Regions from separate parts of the Mus musculus genome. Here regions 2, 3, 4 and 5 are each linked to region 1. The links are chromatin contacts, called in public HiCAR-type, HiChIP or PLAC-seq and Micro-C maps. All regions are on one chromosome and are shown on one strand. The core of a region is the stretch at or near the end of the contact, and the rest is flanking DNA. Distances in the headings are between cores, read along the strand shown. Region 1 holds the start of 2900026A02Rik (RIKEN cDNA 2900026A02 gene). Region 2 holds the start of Usp30 (ubiquitin specific peptidase 30). Region 3 holds the start of Asphd2 (aspartate beta-hydroxylase domain containing 2). Region 4 holds the start of Selplg (selectin, platelet (p-selectin) ligand). Region 5 holds the start of Ficd (FIC domain containing).

Evidence for each region. A called contact is a pair of places that touch in the nucleus more often than the background predicts. HiCAR-type assays count read pairs that join an accessible place to other places. HiChIP or PLAC-seq counts read pairs in DNA pulled down with a chosen protein or histone mark.
Region 2: a FOXA1 HiChIP or PLAC-seq map of pancreatic cancer cells shows a contact between it and region 1. The contact joins the promoter of Usp30 here to the promoter of 2900026A02Rik in region 1.
Region 3: a HiCAR-type map of astrocytes shows a contact between it and region 1, with 4 times the contacts expected there. The contact joins the promoter of Asphd2 here to the promoter of 2900026A02Rik in region 1. A contact is called at or near these places in 2 of 484 Hi-C or Micro-C datasets (both in embryonic stem cells) and 2 of 115 datasets of contacts at active chromatin or transcription factors (astrocytes and forebrain).
Region 4: an H3K4me3 HiChIP or PLAC-seq map of embryonic stem cells shows a contact between it and region 1, with 7 read pairs. The contact joins the promoter of Selplg here to the promoter of 2900026A02Rik in region 1. A contact is called at or near these places in 1 of 39 promoter capture datasets (embryonic stem cells) and 1 of 115 datasets of contacts at active chromatin or transcription factors (embryonic stem cells).
Region 5: a contact with region 1 is called in a Micro-C map of embryonic stem cells, with 4 times the contacts expected there. The contact joins the promoter of Ficd here to the promoter of 2900026A02Rik in region 1. A contact is called at or near these places in 2 of 39 promoter capture datasets (embryonic stem cells and hippocampal neurons), 1 of 15 datasets of contacts at CTCF or cohesin (embryonic stem cells), 7 of 484 Hi-C or Micro-C datasets (the N1E-115 cell line, embryonic fibroblasts and embryonic stem cells), 2 of 115 datasets of contacts at active chromatin or transcription factors (astrocytes and embryonic stem cells) and 1 of 9 other capture datasets (embryonic stem cells).

The regions. Positions count from the first base shown.
Region 1 is chr5:113,219,627-113,222,843 of GRCm38.p6, forward strand. 2900026A02Rik (RIKEN cDNA 2900026A02 gene) reads right to left here and starts at 1,650. Exons shown (of 13, transcript NM_001375886.1): 1 at 1,585-1,650.
Region 2 is chr5:114,098,605-114,101,821 of GRCm38.p6, forward strand. It overlaps Usp30 (ubiquitin specific peptidase 30), which reads left to right and starts at 1,729. Exons shown (of 13, transcript NM_001033202.3): 1 at 1,729-1,911. The coding sequence starts at 1,829.
Region 3 is chr5:112,393,258-112,396,474 of GRCm38.p6, forward strand. It overlaps Asphd2 (aspartate beta-hydroxylase domain containing 2), which reads right to left and starts at 1,516. Exons shown (of 6, transcript NM_001357013.1): 1 at 1,461-1,516; 2 at 528-742; 3 at 203-326.
Region 4 is chr5:113,828,793-113,832,009 of GRCm38.p6, forward strand. It overlaps Selplg (selectin, platelet (p-selectin) ligand), which reads right to left and starts at 1,709. Exons shown (of 2, transcript NM_009151.3): 1 at 1,557-1,709.
Region 5 is chr5:113,734,313-113,737,529 of GRCm38.p6, forward strand. Ficd (FIC domain containing) reads left to right here and starts at 1,470. Exons shown (of 3, transcript NM_001010825.3): 1 at 1,470-1,737; 2 at 2,509-2,860. The coding sequence starts at 2,560.

The DNA.
Region 1 (3,217 bases), core at 400-2,899:
AGGACCAGGAGTGAGGTCTTGCCTCTGCCCTACCTCCTACCCAGCCCTCAAGGCTCAGCCCAAGTGTCACCTTTGACCACACACACACACACACACACACTAGGTTGGGCAAGGTACCTGCTTGCTGGAACCATTCTGATGACACAGGCTATCATGACAATAACTCTTCTGGGCTCACGCCCTGAGCTCAATCAGATGCCCTCCATGACCCACCTTACGAACGCTCCTCCCCCGTGATGGAGGAGAGGACCATTTTACAGTTAAAGAACCTGAGTCTCAAAGAAGTACCACGGGATGGTGATATGACTCAGTGGATAAAGGGGCTTGCCAACAAGCCTGAGGACTTGGGTTCAATTCCTGACACCCTTCTCTGCCCCAGACCATGATCCTCCTCTTGCCCCAAGCCACGCCCCCTCCTCTGCTGTCCCATTCTCCGTCCAGATTGACCCAGGGTTCACTCCTCCGGGCTTGACTTTCAGCCTAGTGCTTGACACAGAACCATTTGTTAATGAATGAATGACTGATGAACGGACATACTCGTTTGGAGGCAGCTCATCCCGTGTGTTGGTTAGGTGATTCCTGGTGATGCTAGCAGGGGTCAGATGCCAGGGATGCACAACTGACCTCTGAACTCCCTTGCCCTCTGGTGACTCTGTGGGGGGGGGGGCGGGGCTGTATAGCTCAGAGTCTGGGGTGAGGGTGCTCCCCAACATCACAAATCAACAAAGACGTGGAGCAGGCTAGACGGCTAGAAAGTCATCCCTGAAGAACAGATTCTGACCTGCTCTGGGCTGGTCCAAGCTGACTCCGATGTACCCCTGCACACAGCTGCAGGCAAGGCTGGACCACGCGTCCAGACTCTGCACTTCTCGGGCCTAAGTGCGCCCCTGCCAAGCCCTCAAGTCTCCCCTGAACCCACCAAGGCACCGGTGTCTGCAGAGCCCAGCCCTGGCCGCACGCCTGCCCTGCGGGGTGGCAAAGAGAAAGTTGGCCGCTTGAAGCCTCCACCTAGAGTCCCGATTACTGATTAACCAGTCCCAGCGCTTCTCTGTGCGTGGCCTGGAGCCGCAACTCGCCCCAGTGGAAGAAAGTCCAAGTTACACATCTTTGTCACCGCGGACCAGGGCAGTGCGCGCGCCACCCCGGAGGGCGCGACCCCGGGGACAGGGCGCAGGCTCCAGCGCCAGCCGCAGGCCCTCGAGGGGACAGCTCTCTGCAACAGGCGCCGTCCCTCCGAAAGCAAAAGGCCACGGCTTCCCCGCCAGAGGAAGGGTCAGCCCTGGCCTGCACAGCGCGATCCCGAGACACGCGCGAGCCGCGGACGCGCGTGGAGGGAGCGGGGGGCCAGCCCTAGGCATCCTTCGCCGACATTCCCCGGCCGCAGATTCAACGGGATCCACCCCCCTCCCCCAGCAAGTCCGCAGCCGGACTCCGCACGCGGCTCCTCCCGCTCTCCGTTTCGCCCTCCCTCCGCTAACTTTGCCAACTTTACACGCGGCCCCGCGGGCAGGAGTGGGCGTCCCCGTGCGTCTCCGCGCGCCCCCGCGGCCCGCCCGCGCGCCCCCGCGCCCTCCGCGCACCTACCGCAGTGGCCCGCCGGCGCCGCACCTGCCCGCCCGCACCTGCCGCGGCGCGCGCAGCCTCGCCGCTGGGGGGCGGGGCTCGGGCGGGAAGCGCCCCGTCGCCGTGGCAACCGCACCCGGTGGCGCCTGCGCAGAGCGGCGAGGGGCGGAGCGCGGGAGCCCGGAGCCGCGAGACTATGTGGGGCGCGCCCCCTGCCGGGTGGAAGCGGCATTGCGCCACGGTGCCGGCCAAGGCACCTACTGTGTGCCCCGAGGTGGGGTGACAGAGCATTGCCCACCAAGGGCCCTGCTACTGCGCATTCCTGACCAGCTGTCTTGTTCGTTTTCATTAATCATATCGACCACTATGGTTTTGGTTTTTTTCTTTCTTTTTATATTCCTTTCTCTTAAAAACAAAACTATTTCTTTTATTGTTAGATATATGTGTATATGTGCACGTAAGTGCAGGTGCTGACAGAGGCCAGAAGAGGGCAACAAATTCCCAGAAACTGGAGTTGGAGGAAGTTGGACACCATGTTGGAAATTAACGCTAGCAGGAAGGATGGATGAGATAGGGGATTTACGGAGGAGAAACTGGGAAGGGGGATAACTTTGGAAATGTAAATAAATAAAATAACCAATAAGAAATAAAATACACCATTGCATACACCAGCAAGATTTTGCTGAAAGGACCCTGATATAGCTGTCTCTTGTGAGGCTAACACAGAAGTGGATGCTCACAATCAGCTATTGGATGAAACACAATGGAGTAGCTAGAGAAAGTACCCAAGGAGCTAAAGGGGTCTGTAACCCTATAGGAGGATCAACAATATGAACTAACCAGTACCCCCAGAGCTCGTGTCTTTAGCTGCATATGTAGCAGAAGATGGCCTAGTCAGCCATCATTGGGAAGAGAGGCCCCTTGGACTTGCAAACTTTATCTGCCTCAGTACAGGGGAACACCAGGGCCAAGAAGTGGGAGTGGGTGGGTAGGGGAGTGGGACAGGGAGGGTATGGGGGACTTTTGGGATAGCATTTGAAATGTAAAATAAGAAAATACCTAATTAAAAAAAAGAAACAAAATAAATAAATTCTAGGCTTACAAAAGTGATGCATTCCACCACTAACGAGCTCCTAATTAAAAAAAAGAAACAAAATAAATAAATTCTAGGCTTACAAAAGTGATGCATTCCACCACTAACGAGCTCCTCGTGCTCCAGTCCTCTTCCTCTCCCCAGAGGCTCCCTATGTTGTTGCTCAGGTTTGAGCTCCTGAACTCAACCCATTCTCTCCTCAAGTCCCTTCCTTTACCCCAGTAGCTGGAACATCTCTGGAACGCTACCCTGCCAGCCTATGCATCTTTGCTAAGTACCTTTTCTATGCTGGGCTCTGGGGACTCCGCTCTGAGGGAGCTGATGGATCCAGGTTCTCACGGGACTTCACCAGCATTAGGGAGAAACATCGCATGTGTAAATTGAATCATATTTATGACTCATGCTCCCCTGAGAAATGGGACATGGTTTATTCCTTTCTTTTGTTTTGTTTTGTTTGAGACAAGGTTTCTCTGTGTAGCCCTGGCTGTCCTGGAACTCACTCTGTAGACCAGGCTGGTCTCAAACTCAGAAATCCACCTGCCTCTGCCTCCCAAGTGCTGG
Region 2 (3,217 bases), core at 479-2,978, 880 kb after region 1:
TAGGGAATGTCAGTACGTTGCTCACACTGCTGAGCTTCATACTTATAAACTGGGCCAGTGAGATAGGTCAGCAGGGAGTGGTGCTTGCTGCCAAACATGATAACCTGGGTTTGAACACGCATGGTGGAAGGAGAGAACAGAATTCCTGAGGCTGGTCTCTGACCTCCACATGCAAGTCATGACACATGCCTCCCCAATAATTTTTTAAATTGGCTAAAGATTGTAAGATGGTTCCGTTGCTGTGGAAAACAATCTAGAAGTGTCTAAAAAAAAAGAATTAGCATATAAATCTATAATCTCATTACTTGATATATATCTGGAAGGGCTGAAAACAAGACCAGAAAGAGAGGGTTATGTGCCCGAGTTTATTGCCAAGAAGTGGAAACAACCTGAATGTCCATTGAGACATGGACAGGAGAGAGAAACTAGTACTTACAATGGAATATTACTTTCCTGTAAAAAAAGACTTTATGCCAAGTGAGCTAAGACAGTCACCAAAGAACTCTGAGCGACTCCTGTCCTGAGACAGCCAACCTCAACCTCACAGGAATAGAAATAGAATGGAAATTACTAGAACAGAAGACAGGAAGGGGGAGTTACTCAACACACACAGTTCGGCTTTGAGAAGAGAAATGGTATAAAGATCTGCAGCACATACAGCAGCATGCCCACACAAGAGAGGAATCTAAAAATTCTAACACCTTTTTTATTGTATGTATGACAGAGGGAGATTTGCAGCTGATAAATATCTAGTTTGTTTCCATGTTTTGCTGTTTTAAAGAGTGAATTCACAAACATTTGTGTGGGACTGTTTAGGACTTTGTATAAACCTAATAGAAACAGATTTCTAAGACACTGCATTTTAATTTATTGCATTTGTGTGTCTGTGCACTTGTGTATGCATGTGTATATATGTGTGCACATGTGCATGCAAGTGTATGTGCATGTGTTTGCATGTATTTGTATGTATCTGTATGTTTATAGGTGTGTGTGTGTGCACGCGTGTATATGTGTGCTGTGTGCATGTGAATGCATGCATGTATGTGTATACGTGTATGGGTATATATACTGTGCATATGTGTGCGTATGTGTAGTGTGCATGTGTATATATATACGTGTGTGTGTGCGTGTGCATGTGTGCACATATGCATGTGTGTGTATTGTGAAGTGTGCATCTATGTATAAATGTGCATGCGTGTGTGCAGGTGTATGTGTGTGCATATACGAGTGTAAGTGCAGGCATATGCATGTGTATGTGTGCATGTGTTTGTGCGCGCGCGCGTGTGTGTGTGTTGCGCACCACAGCACACATAGGAAGGTCCTGATAACTTTGGTTCTCTTCTACTGTATGGTTCTGGGCACTGAACTCAGGGTGTGAGATTTGGGGGCAGCTGTTTTTACCTACAGAGCCATCTTGCTAACCCCACATTTTAAAAAATCAAAGCTAGAGCCATCTATTTTTAAATTTTCCAGTTTAATAACAGCCTTTCCACATGAACCAAGCTCCGTCCTGGAGGCGGAGCAAATGCGAAGGCTCATAGCTTCCGAAGTGGTCCCCGGGCCCCGGGAAACCTCCCTTAGCAACGAATCAGGCTGCGGTTGCTAGGAGCAAAGGAACCGGGGAGGGGTCGTCCGTTCACTATTTCAGTCCGGTGTGACTAACTTCCGGTCCGTCCTCCTGGCTTCTTCCCCCCTCCGCCGAAGCGGGGTCGCCACCGCGGGTTCCTCCACTTTGCGAGCCTCCTGTCTTGGGCTCCTCATTCCGCTGCGGCGGGCGGGCGAGCGGGGGGCGGCGGCGGCAGCGGTAGCGGCGGCGGCAGCGAGCGCGATGCTAAGTTCCCGGGCGCAGGCGGCGAGGACGGCGGCCGACAAGGCCCTGCAGCGCTTCCTGCGCACCGGGGCGGCCGTCAGGTGAGTGGGTGGGGGTGCGGGGTGGCGGTGGCGGCCGCAGGGCCTCCAGGCCTGCGCGGACCCGGCCGAGGCGGAGGCCGCGGCCCGGCGTCGCCTCCTCGTCCCTGCTGTGGCCGCGGCCTGCGACGCCCCGCAGCCCCTCGCGGTGACCCCAGACTCGGGCTCCGGGCACACAATCTGCACGCCGCTGCTCCCCCGCAGTTTGTCAGATGCCGGTCTCCCACCTCTGCCATGCTGGAGATTCTCACTTCTGCATCCCAAACCGCTCCGGTTCCCAAGCTTCCGAAGGCTCCCAGCCGCTGAGCTCCCCAGGCTGTGACAATTCCAGGCTCTTCGTTCCTGCTAGGACCCCCGTCTGCACCCCAGCCCGGTTGATCTTCCCAAGGCCTGGGGCCACACCCCCGTTGCTCACCCTGACTGCTGGGACCTGTTGCTTGGGTTGGCTACCTTGGATACCGGGGCAGGTCTAACAGCATCTTATCCGGCTCTGAAGCCCCCCACCCCGTGTTTATTCCGCCCAGCGGCCCTATTTTACCAGGTGGGAAGGAAGGCTTGATTGGGCCTTGCGGCCTAACAGCTGACCTGAGAGCAGGGCTGGTGGCCAGCTTAATCTCACCCTCAGGCTCACGTACCGTCTTCATGGTACGGTTCTGCAGAAGAACTAGTCAATCAACACCATGCCTCGGTTTCCCTCGTTGAGTGTGTGCCGAGCAGGTGTGCTGTAACTGGCCCCCTCCTTCTCCCGCTGACTGCTTTTTAAGCCAAGGTCTGTGCACATTCTATGGACTCACCCTGGAAGAACAAAAAGATTTGAAACTGGTAATTAGCTGTGACATCGGAGAATGCTGGCCGTTGTCTGACGATTGCTGTTGTCACTAGTGATCCTTTTCAGGGAGTGTTTATTCAGCTGAGACCAATATTCATGCAGGCAGAATTAGGGGGACAGATCTTAGTGGTAGAGCATTTGTCTGTCCTGCATAAGGCCCTAGCTAGGGTCAGTCCCTGGTACCAGGGGAGGTGATCAACTTCATATAGTCCAAGCATTAGGTAAGAACGTATTACACACATGTCCACATGCAACATATATGTGGGTACATGTTACACACACGTTGCACGTATGTGTGGGTTGCCTTACTTGGAGATACAGAACTTTGTATAAAATTGTGTTTTGAATTACTGCTGCAGTTTTCTTAATTGTGGGAAAAAAGAATAGTGTCCACCTTCAAGTCTAGCCTGGAACGAAGAAATCTTTAATCGTATGAACATATAGATGTCCTCTTGTGGTATTGTTTCGTATTCTCAAAGA
Region 3 (3,217 bases), core at 266-2,765, 830 kb before region 1:
AACAGGGAGAGGAGAAGTCAGCTTCTTCTCGAGCTGCTGAGCCGGTGTTAAGCTTAACACCCACCCTCCTCCATGGGTGATACCATCAGCCCTGACGGTTTCCTCTTTAGGAAAAAGGGGAAAAGCCCCAGAAAGGTGCCTTTTTTGGCACCTGCTCTTTGAGAAAGCCCAGGGTTCCCAAGATTCTATGTGAGACTCTCACCTGGTGTTCATAGACTCTGAGGAAACTGTAACTCCAAAACTGCTTTCATCAGCCAGGTTTCTTCGGATGTCCTGAGCCCCAGTCAGTGGTAATAACTGACTCAAGAAACCGAGTTCCCACCAACCTGCTCATGTCAAAAGCAGATGGATAGGATACCTCTCCACTGCCAGCCCTTCCCCTCCTCAGAACAGCCTTGCTTGCTCCGGACAAAGCAAACAAGAGCCCTCCCTTAGACAGAGCAGTAAACATTCAGCAAGGAGAGAGCCTAACCTCTCCACATGACCAAATCCAGCACTAAGAGAAGGAGCTGGGACCTGCCACTCACTTGAGTTCCAGGAGGCTGGCGGCCCCTTCGCCCAGGGAGGGACACACAAGTCCAGAGCTGATTTGTGACAAGAGAACAAACTCTGGTTTTGGTAGAGTGTGTGGCATCAGGATAATAGGTAGACACACACACTTCTGGCTCTCTTCACAGATCAGTTCCCATCAGGAACGGGCATCATGCAGCCCCGAACCTCAGATCTCAAAGATCAGCCGGCTCTGGGGAATAAAGGACAAATTCAAGTCCGATCAAAGATAACTTCTGACGTGAGGAATGCCTGGGGAGACAGTCTCCACTTGACCCAGTTAACCCGGATCAGATGACCAGCTCAGGAAGCTTTCTGATGACAAAGAGACCGGGTCACCCTGAGGTGAAGCCAGGCGACCCCGAACCCCCCCCCCCCCCCGCAAGGTACAGCACACCACAGGAGAGGATAGGGGGTAGCTGTGTTGCTTGCTATCCTCTCTACCAGGGGGCGCAGAGAACTGTCCGGAGACAAGCCCTCCCCTCTAGGGACCTTCCTCCTCACAGTCTCCCGCCAGTGTCACAGGCCCTGGAGAGAGTACGACAGAAGAGGTCAGAAAGATGCGTTAACGCAGGTAGTCAGGGGAAGAGATGGTGAGGTGAGGGTTACCTGGAAAAGTGGGAAGGAGGTTTAGGGCGCGTGACAATTCTCGGGACAGGGAGGTGGGTCAAAGTGGGTGATGCTGAGGAGGATGGGGGATCAGGGGAAAAGGCGAAGGAGGAAGCTGGAAAGAGAGAAAGAGGGGGAGGAGAAAAGGTGGGGGTGATGCTGCGCTGCGCGGTCCAGCTCGAGAGGCACTCAGCACGCAGCCGGTGCTAGGCGACCGCGGGCCCTGGGCCGGCCCGGGATGCAGGCGCGGGCGCCCCTAGCATCGTCCTCCTCTGCCCCGCAGCCCTGGAGACCCCGCTTACCTGCGCGGGCGGCTGCGGGGACCCGGGCGACGCCACTGCCCCAGGGACGCGGCCGCCCCCTGCCGCGCCCGCAGCCGCCGCCCGGCCGGAGCCGCGAGCCCCGCCGAGCCGGTGCCGCCCGCGCTGCGCTCCGCCACCCCGAGGACCACAACTCCCACAATGCCGCGCGCGCCTGGCGGCGGGGAGGGGGCGGCGGGGCGGGGCGGGACCCCCGGCGCATGCATCTGCCGCGCGTACCCGCGGGGGGCTCCGCGCGTCCCGCCCCACCGAGCATCGGGTGCGCGCATCAGGTCCGGGGGCTTCGCCTATCAGACGCCTTTGTTCCTCCCTCCCTCCCTCCTGCATCCCCTCCGCTCGGTCCTCCCTTCCGCATCTCCTCCCCTTGGTGTCCTTCCCCTCGCCCCTCTTGCCTGTGATGAATCCCACACACACTTCTGAGGCCCCGCGGACACGTGGGATGAAATTGCAAATGGAACAGCCTGGAAGATCCGCGGCTCCCGGCCCCGCCTGGGCGCTGCTGACTGGAGCTGTTGCAGACCTGGCGCCTGCCCACAGGGAGGCCCAGTCTAGCTAGCCACGGCCAGTTCTGCCCAGTTCACTGGAGGGAAAGGGGCTGCTCAGCCTGGCCTAGGGACACCGCGCTGCGAGCGCCCAGGGAAGCGTGGGCTCCTTGGAACAGTGCATGGGCGTTCTGGGAGCGTGGGGTGGGATGCCAGCCCACAGCCCATCTGTGTCTGTCCTCGAACCTACTGCTTCCAATCCCAGCATGCATCTTTGTCCTGGCCTAGAATCCTCATTTTTGTCCAGGATAAAATCACCTCGGGTCTGTCCCAGAAGCCCCCTGCCCTTCACCCAAGCTCGCACTTATACAGTTGGTGATAGAGAACCCACTTGCTTCACCCAGGACCCCTGTTTCCTGACTCAGAACCCACTCCATGCCCTGGAGTCTCCATCTTAGTCCCTTAAGCCCTTGTTACAATTCCAGGAGTAGAATAGCATCCCCCCCCCCCCCCACCACCACTTTTTATTTTAATACAGTGACTCAAAACGCGTCATTGGTTCAGCAAGGTTCTTTTGCGGGGACGCCACCAAGACACCTGACAGAAACCAATGGAGGTGGGAAAGCTCACCTGGGCTCACAGGTCAAAAGTTTTCAGTCCGTTATGGCAGAAAACGCATGGAGGGATGCTACACTTGTAAGCGTGTGATCTAGGCTCAGGAAATTGGGGCAAAACCAGGGTCAGTCTGTCCTTCAAAACCCACCTCTCCCGCCTACTTCCTGCAACCAGACCCACCTCCCGTTGTAAACTCCAGGGCCTCCACAATCGGTGCCATAGGCCGAGAACAAATGATCAGACCATGAATATGTCTTACATAGATTGAGAGCCTGTAAAATGCACTAAGGACGGTTGCCGATCCCGGGCTGACGACGGAGGGCTGAAGGCAACCCTGCTCCTTCTGAGTAACTGCTCTGAGTGGCTAGAGAAAGCATGCAGCTCGTGTCCTGCTTCACATTTAGCAAGTTGCCCAAATTTAGCCTCATCCACGGCCCTTATGCATAAAGAACACCGTCTTTCACACGGTCTTCCGTATGCGTTCCATTCCCAGACTACACCATCTGCAGTGCATTACGAATTAATCCTGTCGACGAACCTTGTAATTATCTGTGACCACTGTGATTACAGGGTTCCATGTTTGTTAAGCGTGTTTATTTGTTCGGCGGCCAGATTACAGACACGGCTCTGCTAACCTCTCTG
Region 4 (3,217 bases), core at 459-2,958, 610 kb after region 1:
GCACAGGCCTACATGGAGGCACAGAATTAAGGTCATCCTTGGCTACACGGTATGTTTGGGGCCAACCTTGGCTACGTGCGATTTTCTCAAAAACACTGAGCCCGGAAGAGATGGCTCAGCAGTTCAGAGCATTCAGAGGACCAGGATCTCCAGCACTCATGGAGGCTCACATCCATCTGTACCTCATAAGGCACTGCGCACATGTGATGCTCAGACATGAATGCTCTCTTTCTCTTTCTTTCTCTCTCTCTTTTTTTTTCTTCGAGACATGCTCTCAAAACACACACATAAAACTTTTAAAAATAATAAGACTAAGCCAGGCAGTGGTGGCACAGGCCTTTAATCCTAGCACTTGGGAGGCAGAGGTAGGTGGATTTCTGAGTTTGAGGCTAGCCTGGTCTACATAGTGAGTTCCAGGACAGCCAGGGCTACACAGAAATCCCGTCTCGAAAAAAATTAATAATAATAATAAAATAATAGCAATGATAATGATAATACCAACTTAAAAAAACAATTTCCTATGAACAAGTACTGTTTTCTCAATCTGATTTAATTAAGAAAAAAAAAAAGGCAGGGCTGGTGAGATGACTCAGCGGTTAAGATTGCCGACTGCTCTTCCAAAGGTCCTGAGTTCAAATCCCAGCAACCACATGGTGGCTCACAACCATCTGTAACAAAATCTGATGTGCTCTTCTGGAGTGTCTGAAGACAGCTACAGTGTACTTACATATAATAAATAAATAAATAAATAAATAAATAAATAAATAAGAAAAAAGGGATTAAAGTGGAGGCTGGATGGCTCTGAGGGTCAAAGTGCTTGCTGGGGAAGCCTGCTGACCTGAGTTCAGTTCCCAGAACCCACTGTGGGAGAGAACTGACTCCCCCAAGTTATTCTCTGACCTCCACACATACTGCATAACACTCATGTGCCTGCTCATGCGCACAAGTGCCCATGCCATATGCTCATATGCAAATAATAGTTAATAAATAATAATAAATGAAAATAAAAATTTAGATCCAAGAAGGCTGGTATGGTGGTGCATATAACCTATATAACCCTATATAACCCTAGCATGAGGCCAAGGCAAGAGGCTAGCCTGGGCTACATAGAGTTCCAGGCTAGCCTATGAACAAATGGAGACCATATCTGATTTGAGAGAGAGGGAGGGAGGGAGGGAGGGAGGGAAGAGGAGGAGAGAGAGAGAGTATCCCAAAGAATGTTTCATGCCTTAACAACCTTGAGACAAACTCCACGACTCGTCCAGACTCAGTCTCAGCTCTGGCCTTGAGCTTCCCACAGTTGAGAGGAAGGGTGGGATAGTTTCAGGGCAGAGGACCCGGGCTTCTCTGAGCCTCCACACAGAGACTGCAAGGCCAGCCTGGTAAACAGGCAGTAGCTGAGCATTTTCAGCTAAGGATGGAGAAGCCCAAGTCTCCTGGGAGACCTCGGCCCAGAACGTCAGCACCACTCACAAGGGCCCAGGCACCTTGCAAAGGCGGGCTCCTTGTCCCTTGGGCCCCCAGCCACTCCCCATGGTTTTTCGAATCAGACTTACCGTGCCCAACAGAGCATGGGGCAGCTGCCTCAGGGCCCAGAAGCAAACGACTCTGCCTCAGTGACAGGGCCCCAGTCCACACTGCCAGACACTTGTGGTCCCAATCTGCCCGCCAACCCCCAACGGCAGGGTGTGGAAGAAGGAAGCGAGAATGAGGTTACTCAGGCTGGTCACGTGACGCGCCCACACCCCCTTGTTTGTGACAGCTTTGGTGACAAGTCTGATTAAAGCTGGGTGGGCAGTGTGATGGCGGTTTGTTGGGACTGATAACAATCTTGAAAGTTCAAGGAAGGTATGGGGGGTGCTTACTGTGAGGGGACCTCTACATGAGACCTCAGAGAAGAGTCACAGCCTTGTTCTATGGGCAACTGGAGAGAGGCAACCAGAGAGAACCCCTGCCATGGAGGCAAAGGCCAGACAGAAGGGAGGGAGGGTCTCAATGGAGATGGAGAATGGGAGGCAGAGGGGCAGGAACTGCAAATCACCCACCTTTTTGGAGCTTATGCATAGAGTGTTTTTTGTGTGTGTGCATGCTGGTGTGTGCACACGTGTGTGCTTGTGTGCACATGTGTGTATGTATGTGTGTATGTGCATGCATTTGTACATGTGTATGCTCATGTGTGTATGTGCATGCATTTGTACATGTGCATGCTCATGTGTGCATGTGTGTATACATGTGTATATGCACATTTGTGTACGTGTGTGCATGCATGTACACGTGTGTTTGTACATGTGCTTGTGTGTGAGTCACATGCATTCTTGTGCATACTCCCCAACCTCTCCACGTCTCCACAGCTCAGCTTGGCCTCAGGATCCTCCTTTCTCTGGGGCTACGAGGCTTTTCCTCTCACAGGGTTCTACATAACTGGGTGTAGTGGCTCTCACTTTTAATCTTAGTGGTGGGGATGCCAAAGCAGGAAGAGTACTGTGGGTCTGAGGCTAGCCTGGGCTAAAGTTACTCGCCAGGCAGTGGTGGCTCGAACCTTTAATCCCAGCACTTGGGAGGCAGAGGCAGGCAGATTTCTAAGTTTGAGGCCAGCCTGATCTCAGAGTGAGTTCCAGGACAGCCAAGGCTACACAGAGAAACCCTGTCTCAAAAAACCAAAAAACCAAACCAAACCAAACCAACAAAAAAGTAAGACCCTGTCTTAACTGCTCCATGAAAAATCCAACAGTCAAGGACTCGCCAGACAGGGAGGGTCATTCCCCAATGGATTTCTCCCTTATCTGTTCCTTTGCCCAACAGATTTCCTTTGCCTGTATCTCAGGTTGATCAGCAGCCTTGGTCTCATACAATCCCCCTTGTCCATGGGATGGTGAGGCCAGCCAGTAAACAGGCTGGTAGACCATGACCACATACCCTCCAGTAAAAGCGACACTCCAGGGTGAGCTACGGGGTCAGGCAGGAGATGAGGTGAGATAGATGAGGTAAAGACTGGAGGTCAAGCATGCACAGTGTGGATCTGGAAGTGGACAAAGGGATTAGCCTCCAGGGTCTGCCCTGCAGTTTTGCAAAGCCAGGCTCAGGACTCTTGTAGAGAGAAGGCCATACCCTGCCTTGCATGAAAGTTGTTTAAAAACAAAAGCCAGAGGGTGAGGTAGTGTGTGCCTGTCGTCCCAGAACTTGAAAGGCTGAGGCCAGTCTGGGTTATACAGTGCCA
Region 5 (3,217 bases), core at 220-2,719, 510 kb after region 1:
AACTATAAAATTATTTCATTACTACTTCATAGCCATACGCTTGCTACTGTGATGAATCGTAATGTAATGTAAATAGCTAATATGAGAGCCCTGTGGGGTCATGGCCCACAGGTTGAGAATCACCGCACTAGCGTTATCTGGAGGGAAAGGAACTTCAATTGAGAACAATGTTTCCATAAGATCCAACTGTAGGGCATTTTCTTAATTAATGATTGATGGGGGAAGGCCCCGCCCATTGTGGGTGGAGCCATCCCTGGGCTGGTCAGGGGGTTCTATAAGAAAGCAGGCTGAAACCGGATTTGGTGGTATATGCCTCTAATCCCAGCACTCAGAAGGCAGAGGCAGAGGCGGGAGGTTGGGGCTAGCCTGGCCTATACAGTGAGTCCCAGACCAATTTAAGCTACCTGCAGGTGACAGATCAGTAAAGTAGATTGACACCACCAAGTCAGTCTGCTAGTGGCAGAGCTGGGATGCGAACCCAGGGCTGTGTGGCTCCATGAAAAGAGTCCCAAATCCAGAACCTGAGGGCTAAGGCAGGTAGGAGCCAAACTTGGTGACCTGCGTTCAATCCACAAACCCATATGGTAGAAGGAGAAAGCCCAGGTTTGCAAACTGATCTCTGTGCACGTGCGCGCACACGAACTTTTTTTTTTTTTTTTAATTAAGAGATGTGAGCTGTTGTCCCATTCTGCCGTTGAGAAAACTGATCCAAGATCACAAGAGACTGAGGGCAAAAATCTGAATCTGTGGGCCGTCTGACTCCAGAGTGTGCCCAGTAACCTCTCAAAGCAGGCCCTGGGAGCTTCCGGTTCAATATTTGTGGGTTGAGATGGGAGCCCTGCCCTCTGCACCAAAGAAAACTTAATTTGGTAAACAAAAAGCCATAGCCAGCCGCTCCAGAGAATGCAAACTAAAAAAGGTCAGGAGGGCATGTTGGCTCAAAATGACCCGGGTTGAATACTAAGCCAGCTCGGGCTACACAGTAAGTCCCGACCAACCTGGGCTACACCGTGAATTAATTCCTAGCCAGGCCTGGTCTACACGGTGCGAAGCCATCTCAAAAACAAAAGTAGATTAGAGAGGACAAGAAAGGGGGTAAAGAAAAGGGACAAACGGTGAAACCGGGACTAAGAAGTGGGAAACGTTTGGTGATGTGGCTACTGCCATTGCACACCAGAGAAACTGAAGCACACAGAGCCTAGGTGGAGGCCCAGGAAGGTAGCAGATGCTGGGACGGGAAAACAGGACGCAAATGCTCGCCCTAGCCGGTGGCCTCGACCCCGCCCCATGCACACAAGCGACAGCCAATGGAAGCGGCACACGGCGCGCCTTTCCCGGGGGGATGCTCTAGCTAGCTCTAGAACCCGGAAGCGCGGCGGATGGACAAGTCGAGACAGCCAATCCGCCGCGGCAAGGGCGGCCGTCCGTCCAATGGCGAGGCGACGGGAGCGGGGCGAGGTGGTGGGGGCGGGGCCTGCGACCGCGGCTGCGGGGAACGGCCGCGCGGGTTTGGATGCTGGAGGCGGGCACGAGCCCTGGGCCGGTTCGTAGCGGGAGCTCGCGGCAGCCTCATTCCACCCCCCACCCCACCCCCCGCTTCGGGAGTAAGCCGAAGTCTGCTGGGCTCGAGCCGCTGCACAGGCCGCGCGAAGTGATGACGTGGCGGGTCAGGCCCCGGAGCTCCGGCGCCGCCTGTCAGAACGGCGTCATCCCTCATCTGTAAACCGGGAGCTACAGGTAGCTTGCTCGCTCTTCGCAAGGGGGCTGACAGCGTGCAAGGCTGGCCGGCAGCGCAGTGTCCGGCACACCATAGTTGCCCAATAAATGCTTATTGTTGGCAAGATGGCATTTGCATACCTGATCCCTCGCTCCCCCCCCCCATCCCCCGCCAGCCCCCAAGCTTGTGTTCGCCCTCGCTGAGGTAGGGCATCATCACCCACTGTTGTTGGCCAGGCCTTGGGTTTCCCTGTCTATGATGGACAAGCCAGGGAAGGAAGGGCAGAAGGGACACAACATTGGTCACCGAGGCTGTCGGTATTCATATGGTAACATCAGGACACCAGACATTTGTCCTTATCGAAGATTGTGGTGTGTGTCCAGGGGCGTATGCAGGAGTTACAGCCCAAACACTAGGTGTCCTGTGGCAATAGTCGCTTGTGGTGGACTAGTGGACTAAGAGGGGGGCTGAAAAGTCCCCGACTTCACTTTTCTGAGTTCTGATTGCATCTCCTCTGGGGAGGGCGGTGTGGAAACATCACCTCCTGGGGTTGTAGGCTGAGATTATGAAAGTTAATATATATAAATGCATTAGAGTCCTATCACTCTACCCCGGAGGAGCTATGGGTTAGGATGAATCTTCCCAGGCTGGCCCTGCACCATGAGACCCCTCCCCCATTTCCGTGGTCCCTAATGAATTAGAAAGTGTGACGATTCTGTGTCTGGTCTCTCCATCTGGGAACGGGTCCACTCCCACTGCCTCATTCTTTTACAATGCTTGGTTCCTTGCAGGGTCCAGCTTTTCCTCTGTGTCGAGTGCTCTGGGCCCAGCCCTCAGTCCAGATGATACTCATGCCAATGGCGTCGGTGGTGGCAGTGGCCGAACCCAAATGGGTCTCCGTCTGGGGCCGTTTCCTGTGGATGGCGCTGCTGAGCATGGCTCTGGGGTCGCTGCTGGCTCTGCTGCTGCCGCTGGGAGTTGTGGAAGAGCATTGCCTGGCTGTGCTCAGAGGTTTCCACCTGCTCAGGAGCAAACTGGACAGGGCACAGCCTGTGGTCCCCAAGTGCACCAGCCTATGCACAGAGCTCAGTGTCTCCTCCAGGGATGCAGGGCTGCTGACAGTCAAGACTACGGCGTCTCCAGGTGAGTGTGCTGGCCAACTTGGTTGGCCTTGTCAGTTTGTGTGTGTGTAAGCATGAGGGCGTCCCAGTGAATGAGACAGTCCGGAACTCCAGTCTGATGAGTGACTGAGAACGGGTGTCCCAGCATTTGGAGGGAGACACACAAAGGGTGGGCCCTGAGCTGCACCTCAGATCTACATGGGGGTGGTTCAAGGAAGAGCACCTGAGAACAGTGCTCCCTCTGGCCAGAAACCACTGGGGATGGGACTGGAGAGCGGTCCAGGAACTCAGGGAAGCTGAGTGTGGGTGGGTGCTCACCCTCGAAGCACAGAGCTCAGTGCAAAGCATGCCCCGTGTGCACAGTGAGTGTTACAGCAGC